3 separate regions of the Gossypium arboreum genome follow, and all the other regions are linked to region 1. The links are chromatin contacts, called in public Hi-C maps. All regions are on one chromosome and are shown on one strand. Each heading gives the region's core, a stretch centred on a gene start, on an enhancer-like site or on the middle of the called end of the contact. The rest is flanking DNA. Distances are from core to core; before and after follow the strand shown.

Evidence for each region. A called contact is a pair of places that touch in the nucleus more often than the background predicts.
Region 2: a Hi-C map of leaf shows a contact between it and region 1, with 3 times the contacts expected there. The contact joins the enhancer-like site here to the promoter of LOC108465663 in region 1. A contact is called at or near these places in 2 of 5 Hi-C or Micro-C datasets (both in leaf).
Region 3: a contact with region 1 is called in a Hi-C map of leaf, with 5 times the contacts expected there. The contact joins the promoter of LOC108465665 here to the promoter of LOC108465663 in region 1. A contact is called at or near these places in 2 of 5 Hi-C or Micro-C datasets (both in leaf).

The regions. Positions count from the first base shown.
Region 1 is chr3:57,687,868-57,691,315 of ASM2569848v2, forward strand. It overlaps LOC108465663 (mediator of RNA polymerase II transcription subunit 25), which reads right to left and starts at 2,032. Exons shown (of 15, transcript XM_017766036.2): 1 at 1,741-2,032. The coding sequence starts at 1,838.
Region 2 is chr3:58,065,501-58,068,955 of ASM2569848v2, forward strand. LOC108465661 reads right to left here. Exons shown (of 14, transcript XM_017766032.2): 10 at 3,412-3,455; 11 at 2,738-2,798; 12 at 2,518-2,598; 13 at 2,334-2,413; 14 at 1,776-2,067. The coding sequence ends at 1,989. Among protein-coding and RNA genes, the nearest start is that of LOC108465661, 12 kb to the right of the region's middle. Within about 2 kb of position 1,586, at least 2 of the 2 cell types and tissues checked have an H3K27ac peak or open chromatin away from gene starts, as enhancers often do. A contact at or near this core is called in leaf, where this site is marked.
Region 3 is chr3:58,192,128-58,195,244 of ASM2569848v2, forward strand. LOC108465665 reads left to right here and starts at 1,426. Exons shown (of 7, transcript XM_017766039.2): 1 at 1,426-1,641; 2 at 1,785-1,928; 3 at 2,018-2,092; 4 at 2,183-2,376; 5 at 2,454-2,625; 6 at 2,703-3,104. The coding sequence starts at 1,426.

The sequences.
Region 1 (3,448 bases), core at 782-3,281:
TTTATTGGATTAAAGGGTATTAAAGGCGATTATGAGGAGCTATGGAATAAAAGGAAAACCCCTTACAGAATTATTGAAGAAGGGTTGTTTTGATTGGAATGTAAAGGCACAAGCAGCTTTCGAAGAATTGAAATAGGCAATAACCATGGCACCACTCTTAACACTGCTTGATTTCAATGCCACCTTCACAGCTAAAGCTGATTCGTGTAACACAGGAATTGGAGCAGTGCTTAGCCAAGGAGGTAGATTTATTGCCTACTTCAATAAGGCTTTGGAACCAAAGCATCAAGCTCTTCCAAAATATGAGAAAGAAATGCTAGCGATACTGGCAACAGTGATAAAATGGAATTCATTAATGTTGGGAAGGCATTTTTTGATAAAACATAATCACCAAAGTTTATGATTCTTGCTAGATCAAAAACCCAATACTCCAGCTCAACAATTATGGGTGGTACACATGATAGGTTATGACTATGATTTGGTTCATAGAAAAGGCACTACAAATGCAACTGTCAATGCCTTGTCAAGATGCCCACATCATTTATGCCGGGGGAGAGACCAAAGGGACTGGGTGATGTGGTTACCCCAGGCCGAATGGTGGTTCAATACCACCTATCATATTGCTACTCATGTAACACCTTATGAGATTGTGTATGGGCAGCCTCTGCCAACTCACTTTCCTTACTTAGCAGGTGATTCTAACGTAGCTGCAGTAGATAAAAGTCTGAAGGCTGGAGAAGCTACTATTAAGATGTTCTAGTTCTATCTTGAATGAGCACAAAATAGAATGAAACAACAAGCAGATAAAAAAGGGAGTATAGGCAGTTTCAGATTGGAGACTGGGTATTGGTGAAGCTACAGCCATAGCTAACAGGGCATGTCTGAAGTTATCAGCTTGTTATTTTGGGCCTTATCAAAACATAGGGAAAGTGGGTCCAGTAGCATATAAACTGCAATCACCAGTAGGGGTGACAGTGCATCCTGTTTTCTATGTGTCTTAGCTCAAGCAATTTGTAGGAAAGGAACCAATTAGTATTATCAATAGACAAATGGTCAAGCGAGGCAACCAAGCTGTTACAGAACCGTAAGTTACTTGGAGGAACTCTTTCCCAGAAGATGCTACTTGGGAGACTCTATCAACATTGCAGACTCAAATTCCAGATTTCCTCCTTGAGGACAAGGATGCACTGAAGGAGAAGGCAGTTAATACTTGATACAGGTCCAATTGTTAGCCTAAGTTAGATGAGTGGTTTACTATTTTCTGTTTTTGTTATGCTTATTTCCTGCTTTTCAGATTAGTGTCATGGTTGTTTACAAATACCAAATTGTATTGAGGAATTACCAGACAATACACATGGCACGTACTCTCACTATTCAGAGAAGATTCTTACAACAATCTTTTCTCCCTAATGCCTCTTTATTTTCTCCTAACGGTCCCCTGTTCATCATTTTTCTATTTCACACTTATCATATATTCCAGAATCAATCGTCAAATTCAGGTAATATCAAGGACCATTCAGTGGGCATATAAAGCGAAATCCAGAGAGCATAATTCCGTAAGCAAAAAGTTATCTGAAATTTTGACTAGAAAATTTCACAGACATCTCAAGAATGGAAATCTTCGAAAATAATATTAATATCAACTTTAACAAAGACTGTAACTTTACTAACGAGTATTAAGGGAATTAAACAATAAAAGCAATTGGAGGAGAAGAAAGAGAAAGAAGGACCGAAGGAGACCTGATGATCTTTTCGAGGTAATCAGAAAGGATGATTTGCCAGTAGGGACCCATGGCGGCGGTGCCTTCAACGGCCACGATAAGCTGCTTCTCCGCCATCTGCTACTTCGCGCTTCAATTAATTAATAATACAAAGAGTATACGACTCAAAAGGCACTTTAATCTGTACCCCCAAAGAGAAATCAAATTTGTTCAAGAACCTTTCTCATGTCAGCCTCAAATTATTTCATTTGAGTCACTTCAGTAAAACCCGACCCGAAAGTCTCAAGCCAATCAATGGGTAAGCTGGACATCTAATATATATTAGTTCTAATTACAAAATTGCCTCCTAAATTATGTTGCATTTCACACTTAGATACCTAAATTTATTATTAAAAGTGGCCTTTAAACTACAAATTTTTCTATTTTATCCAAAAATAAAAATGTGTATGAATTCAAGGGTACTTAAACTATAAATTTTCTCATTTTATCCAAAAAGAAAAAAGTGTATGAATTCCAATAAAAATGTGTCACATTTCACACTTTTATTAGTTGGTATTGCGTATCGAGATAAGATTAAATTTAGTAGTACTTAAATTATAAATTTTATCCAGAAAAAGGTGTATGAATTCCAATAAGAATGTGTCGTCGCACTTTTATTAGTCAGTATTATGTAACAGGGTAAGATGAGACAAAATGAATAACTTAGGTATCACTTTTGATTTATTTCAAAAAAAAAGTGTAACACCCCGAACCTGTCTTAGTAATTGGACTAGGGTTACAAAGCATTACTAAACAAAACAGAACTTTAAACTTCAAAACAAAATAAGTATTTCAAATTAAGTAACATTTTAATACATTAATACAATCATAGAAAATATACACATTTGGGCCTTAAATTGGGCTTTTGGGACCCTAAAAATAGTTTGGCAACATTCAAGGATTATTTTGAAACAAAACAGAAAAATTTGAAATAAAATGCAAAATTTGGAAAATAGGGGTAACACGGTTGTGCGGCCAGGCCATATGACATAGTCCAAACCGTGTGAACATTCAAAGTAGGGCCATACAGTCGTGTCCCAACTCTTGTGTTCGCCAGTGTGAGTATTCGAAAAAGGGCCACACAGTCGTGTCATAGGCCATGTGCCCGACCGTGTGGGTATTCAATGTTGGGTCACACGGCCGTATCGCAGGCTATGTTCCAGACCATGCTCGAAAATGTTTTGGGAGACATGGCTGTGTCGCAAACCGTGTGAAACCTACACCTAAAATATAAAGGACACAACCGTGTGAGAAGACCGCTTGTGGCATACGGCCGTGTGACAGCCCGTGTCCCAAGCCGTGTGCACCAAAATTAACCCCTAAAACAAGTCATTTCCATGCCTAGTCTTGCCTAACAAGAAACAACATACACATACACATTCACATGGCCAAAACACTTACTAAACGTACTCTAAACATGCTAAATCAACCAACCTATGAATTCTAACCAATATGTCATTCAAAGGCACCTCAATTCAAGACAATTTAACATCATATTATAACCTAAATTCTCATTTCCACAACTACCAACCATTCAATATTTCATATACTTAAAGACATATCATAAGTTATGCATTTACATACCATCCAAAAGTGACTAAAGCACATTCTTAATAAGCATTACAAATTCATCATCTTAAACTCAAAAGACATAATCAAATCAAGTGAGCCATATAACATACTTACAA
Region 2 (3,455 bases), core at 336-2,835, 380 kb after region 1:
GTCTTCTTTTTCTATTCATTGCTGTAATAAGTTAAAAGTTTTTCAAAACAGCATGAAATCAGAATGCAAATGAAAGCATTAGAAAGTTCAGTGTAGCAGCATTCCACATAAATAATAACTATTGGGGATTCATTTCACTCTTCACTATCCGCTGTGAATGCCTTCAAATAGTTAATTCAACTCTCTGTTTAGATGATCATTTTGTGGGATTTAAACCATTTTGAGGCAGTAATCATGGAAGCCTCCACAATTCCGTCATAATATTTTTATGGTAGACATTACAATTGAAATTTAACATTTTATAACATCAAATCTTATATTCACATCTAACTTAATTTTTAGTCATGAACCACTACTTGAGTATTTTTATGTCAAATCTAAGTCCACATTAATTCCTTAACTCGACAAGTAAGTTTACATTGATTCCTATACTCTCTTTTTTTACCGTTTATTATTTATTTAAGTTTATTCTATTAATGACTATGAAAAAATAATTTGACATACTCGACTTATCATATCATGACACTAGTTATAGAAAAATGTGTTATTTTTGTAAGAAAAATTTATGTTATTTAATAATTTAAAAATAAATAGAATATTTTTGAACTACTTAACTCTAAGATTAGATGAACTTGGAGTAGCATTTTTAAGTTAGATATGAAACACATAGTTGTAATCAAAAGTTTTCAGCAACATCAAATAGTAAAAATCAAAACCATTACAATAATGTTGTAATGAAACCCATAGTCTTAAACAACAAAAATGATAACCCATAAAAAGAAAAGTTTAATGAAAATTTTTTGACGGAATCTTTCACCCCACAATTATGGTGGCCTTTTGGATTGAAATGGTATTTCAATATTTTAGTATTTTGGTCTCTTTCATTTAGGGGTTCCAAAGGATTTTTAGTTACTCCGTTTTTCTAGTTAATTTTATTAAAATTCATTTTATTTTTCTCCACTTCTTTATTCTACAAATAAGAAGTATTATTATAATTATTTTAAAATACAGTGATTTGACAATACAGGTGGCGTGATATGATATGTTGGGTATGCCTTTTCTTCACTATCATTAACAAAATAAGTTTAAATGAATAATAATTATTAAGTTTAATGGTCAAAATAGAATTAAAAAAATTCCAACAGTCAATCTGAATTTACTTGTCAAATTCAAGAATCAAAATTTAAATTTACTATCAATATTTGTTGTATTAATTGCTAATTAATTTTTAAAGAAAAAAAAAGAGAATGAATATTTTTATTCCGAAAAGGTTTGAAATTTGATCCATCCACAACAGTTGGTTTGGAGTAGAGGTAGTTGAGGATAGTGGGTCTTTGTCCTTAGCACCGAGTATGATTTGATTAAGGGTTTCAGCCATGTTGCTGAAGGCAGTAAAAATTATTAGTGGAGAGGAACTTTGAGTGGCAACAGAGATGCAATATGGTTTGGCATCACTATCTGATATTATTCATTTGGTTGCTTCCACATATCCTGCCCTATCTCTTTGGATATCCCCCTTAACTCTTGCTTATTTCTCCATTTGACCCTAACCAAATCACACTGTCCCAACATTTTCTCCTCCCTATCACAAACCAAAATATTTAACCCACCAATCTCTCTTTATCCTAATTTATGCATATTTAAAGAAAAGAACAATGCAACCCTAGCAACATATAATTCCTGGGAAATCCAAGACTAACTATACACGTGCGGAAGAGAGCGCTTCATCATCCTCATTTATATTTCATAAGCGAAAAAGGAAAAAGAACCCATGATTTATCACAAAACATGTCAAAATCACTACTTTCATTTCATTTCAGAATGCAACTAGTCATTTACAATTCCTGAGTGGCAAAACACAACTATATCACGTTTGGAGAAACCAGAATGGCCAGCTTCTCAATGCTTGCTTCATCTAAAATCACAAGCAATTCGAAACGGTTTGAAGAAAAAAAAATTACACCAACTTTTCTACAGGTAATTTGAGACTAGACATCATAGACTGGCAGTCGCTCTTCAATAGAAACACGGCAGATTGGACACCTTTTGCACTTCTCACAGCAAGTGCTGAGAAAGAAACAGCATTATTAATAATTAAAGAAAACAAGTTCCACATCCTTTGATAAGAAATGAAAATATTACACACCATATGCCCAAAATATGGTATGCCACTACAAGTCATGTAAATACCATAATAATATATTTCTGAGTATACATGATGCCTAAGCCAAAGCTTTTAACAGACATCTTTGCATTAATCAATAGTCCACTACTGAGAAAACAGCCAGAATGGAAAATAACATTGTCAGTATTACAAGGGTAGATGCAAATACCTGCAGAGAACATGATGTCTACAAGGCAGCAGGACTACACTGATTTGTTCCTCAAAGCAAACTCTACACAGAATCTTTTCCTGAGTGACAGATCCATTCAATTAATAAGTAAGCAATACAGTATATATTAGCCAAACAATTAGAATAACTTGGTAACAACTTAAGCTTGGTGTTGAAATAATACATATTGAAGTCTTTCAAACTCCTGCTGGCTGCACTTGGTGACTTCAGTCTGCTCACTGAGTGCAGCTTGTAATCTCCAAATCTATATTTAAAGGATTTCAAAACATGCATATAATATTGCTCAATTATAGACAGAGATTTCAGACCGTAGCAAACAGGTTAGACCAAAAAATGCATAAGTAAATACTTCACAATTTGAAGACTCCAAATACTATGTTTACCTCCTCAACAAGATCTGATTTTGGTCTTTTCTTCACAATATCAGGTGAGAAAGTGTTATATCTGAATGTTTGAGGATGAAAGAAAAGATCAGCAAAAAGACGGGGAGGGTTGGGGGGAACCCCACTATTATCTATGTAGAACTCAAGAAGGCCCCACAATATGCAATAAGAACAAGTTAACTGGCAAATACGATGAGAAGCAAACAAATTTCTTTGCTAAATTTAGTATGCTAACATGAATGTATCTCATGACTCAGTTCTTCTTTTACTACTGCATTTTAATACATTCTCTTTATAAATGATAAACTAAAAGCAAACTGCACTACAATTCTCCTTTATTAAGAAACAATATTATCCTATGAAAAGATTTCCTAAGCCCTTTACTACTTAGATATTGACTAACTAGGAACTACTGAATATAAGGGAAAAAGAAGTCATCTGCATTGCTTTTGATGAATAGTGATGGTGGCTAATGAAAATTTTTCCACACTTTTAGGCTTTAGCTATCATACTGTGACAGAGAAAAAAGCATTTTTGCACCGATAAGTCTAAGCATTCAACCACATCAAAGCTGGTTTAGTAAACCCTACAGAATGCAGCCAGAATGATTACTTATGCATTGTGCTAGATGAATGCATGTATAAAGGAACTAGAGTGCAATATAGAAAACCAACCCAGATGCCCCTGAATAGTAAAGTCTAGCTTGTTCCTCTCTACT
Region 3 (3,117 bases), core at 176-2,675, 500 kb after region 1:
GATCTCTAAGAAGCTCACCTTTATTCATGTGAAACGTAACTAAACGTTGTTTCAACACTAAATGGTTAGCTAGAGACTTAATCAAATAAAGAGTTTCTTAGGATTTTTCTCAGTAAGAACCTTTCAGGCCAGTCTAAACTAAAATTGTCATCATCCGAACTTGCCACAGATTGAAATCTGTGGCACCATCAAACTTCTCAATGTCAAACCTTGCTGCTTTCATCTCTAAACAGACTGATCTACAAAAATTGAACTAACTCTGATACCATTTGTTGGGGATCGACCCAATTAAGCAATGAACAAGTAAAAAATAACGAAATAAATTGAGAAATCGAACACATAAATTTAACGTGGAAAAACCCTCCAAAGAGGATAAAAAATCACATACAAATATAATTTTACTATAATAGAAAAAGAGCGAAGAGTATAAAAGATGAAGATAAAAACTAAACCCCGAAACTCGAAAATAAAGAACCCTCAAAACGTTAACACAAAATTCTCCAAAAGTGTTATATTCTAATCTTTTACTGGGTGTCTTAAGTCAAATAATAATAAAATAATCTAGATTAATCAGAGTTTGACTTAAACAAATAGACAGAGTGTAACTGAGAGATTATCTCTCAAATTTGACTGAAATATGAGTCATACTCAATAATATCAATTAAAAAACTTTCCGTTATTAATTTAAAGATAAAATACCAAAATAGGAGTGAATTTAAATGTTAGAATCTAAGTTAAAAAAAAATTTAAAAACAAAGTATAATTGGGTGAAGTAAAATAAAGGAAAGAATATTGGAGCCTGGTCTCGCCATTGTTGGAAGCCAATATCCTCAAGTCATGCAAGTTTTTGACAGGCAAGTGAAGAGAATATTTGGGATTTAAAAGAAACCATTTCTAAATGGTTCAATGAAATGGTAAAGAAAGCTGTAAGTGTTAAGTTAAAAAATACAAAATTGAACGAATAAATTTTCAACCACACAGATTTTTTGGAATAATTTGAGAATTTTACGAGCATGAAATGATATGTTTTATTTAAATTATCAGTAATTCCACAGAAAATTATAGCGATGCCATTATTTGAATAACTTTTAGTACAAGAATTAATTTTGAGCAAATTTTAGTAGGAGTAAAATGAAGTTTATCTCGATATACTTTCTTGGTCAGAGAACTTATGTCATAATATACCTTCTATATTTTTGTTTGTTACTCTAAATACTAAAATACGAATATATGAATAGCATTTAGTAGAGAAAAAGTATGATGTAATCTAGCCGGTGCTGGGAATGGGATCTGTCTGATTGGGCCAACACGGCCCGGCATAAGAACGCTTTGTTTAATCGGCTAATTAATCCATTTCCTGTCTGTAATTGTTTGTAAACTATAAAGCCATAGGCTTGTTCTATGTCTAAAAATTGAAAAACAAAAATGTCCTCTGTGCTTGTGTCTTCCCCTGTTATCTTCCCTCTCTCCAATTCCAAGTCCAAATCCAGTCTTTGGAGTCCCTCACGAAGAACAATCTCTCAACTTTCGGTCAACAATGGTGATGACATCATTGATTCTTCTTCAAAAACTCCAAGATTGATCACCTTCTTAGGCAAAGGCGGCTCCGGCAAGACCATCTCCTCTGTTTTCGCTGCCCAGGTACTACTTCCTAGTTACACTTGTCACCAATTAACGGAAAAGGAAAGCTGAAGCTGACAGATAGGGTTAATTAGAAATGGCCCCTTTTTCCAAATATCATCATCTAATCTCTTTGTTTCATGCCTTTCTTTGCTGCTGCTTAGCATTATGCAATGGCTGGACTCAGCACATGCTTAGTGTTACAAGGACAGGATCGCACTGCTGACTGTCTTCTCAATTGTAAGATCGACTCCTCTCCTACTCTATGCACCCGCAACCTTTCTGTTGTTAGGCTGGAAACTACTAAAGTATGTTCCTTTTCCATGCTTCATCATCTATCCATTTCAAATGGGTTTATTGTAATTACGCTGAGAATGGATCATTCGTTAAACTGCAGATGCTTCTTGAACCTCTAAATGAGCTGAAGAAAGCAGATGGCCGTCTTAATTTGACACAAGGAGTTCTGGAAGGGGTGTGTATGTAATATCTCATCATCCTTTTTACCTTAGGTGTTTGCACTTCACACTATGAATGTTGATTTTGACATGTATTAGTCTACTAGGTTGTTGGAGAAGAGCTTGGGGTGCTTCCCGGAATGGATTCTATCTTTTCACTACTTGCACTTGTGAGGCTTCTGGGTTTATTCGGGAAACGGGCTCGGAAGAACCATCAAAACGATAAATTTGACATTATCATATATGATGGTATCAGCACCGAAGAAACCCTAAGAATGATAGGTGCAAGCAGTAAAGCAAGGTTTGGAAATAGACAAAACAATTTATCTTTCTTTCCTAAAATGAAGTATGTACACAACCCCCTCTAACTCTGCACAGACTCTACTTGAAGTACCTGCGGAGCATGGCTGAGAAAACTGACCTTGGGAGATTGGCTGGTCCTTCACTCCTGAGACTCGTAGATGAAGCTATGGGCATAAGTGGTAACCCATCCCAACTCACTGGAACAATCAGTGCTGAAATATGGGACAGTCTAGAACGAATTCTTGAGGTAACCACGGAATGTATTTCATTTTATCATTCACCAATTTTTTGCTATAGGAGATTGAAAGGCTGTAAGTTGTGCAGAGAGGATCTTCAGGATCTTATCAATTTGGGTGCTTTCTTGTGATGAATCCAAACATTTCAATATCAATCAGTTCAGCATTACGTTTCTGGGGTTGTGCAATCCAAGCTGATACACAGGTGGGTGGTGCATTTGCCATTCCTACCCATCATTTGGATGTTGAATCAGTGGAAAATCTGAAGAAGAATTTGTATCCCTTGCCTTTTGCTTGTATTCCGAATCTTGCAGTGGATTCCCCTCAAGATTGGAATGCCATCATGATGAACAATAGCGTGGAGGGTGCAAGGGGTCTTCTTTCTTTGCCAGCAAGCCAGAAGGTTTCATCTGTGATTTTTGACACAGCAAAGAAAACAGCAACCCTTCTCATGCCAGGTTTCGAGAAGTCAGACATCAAGCTATATCAAGTATGTTCAGTTC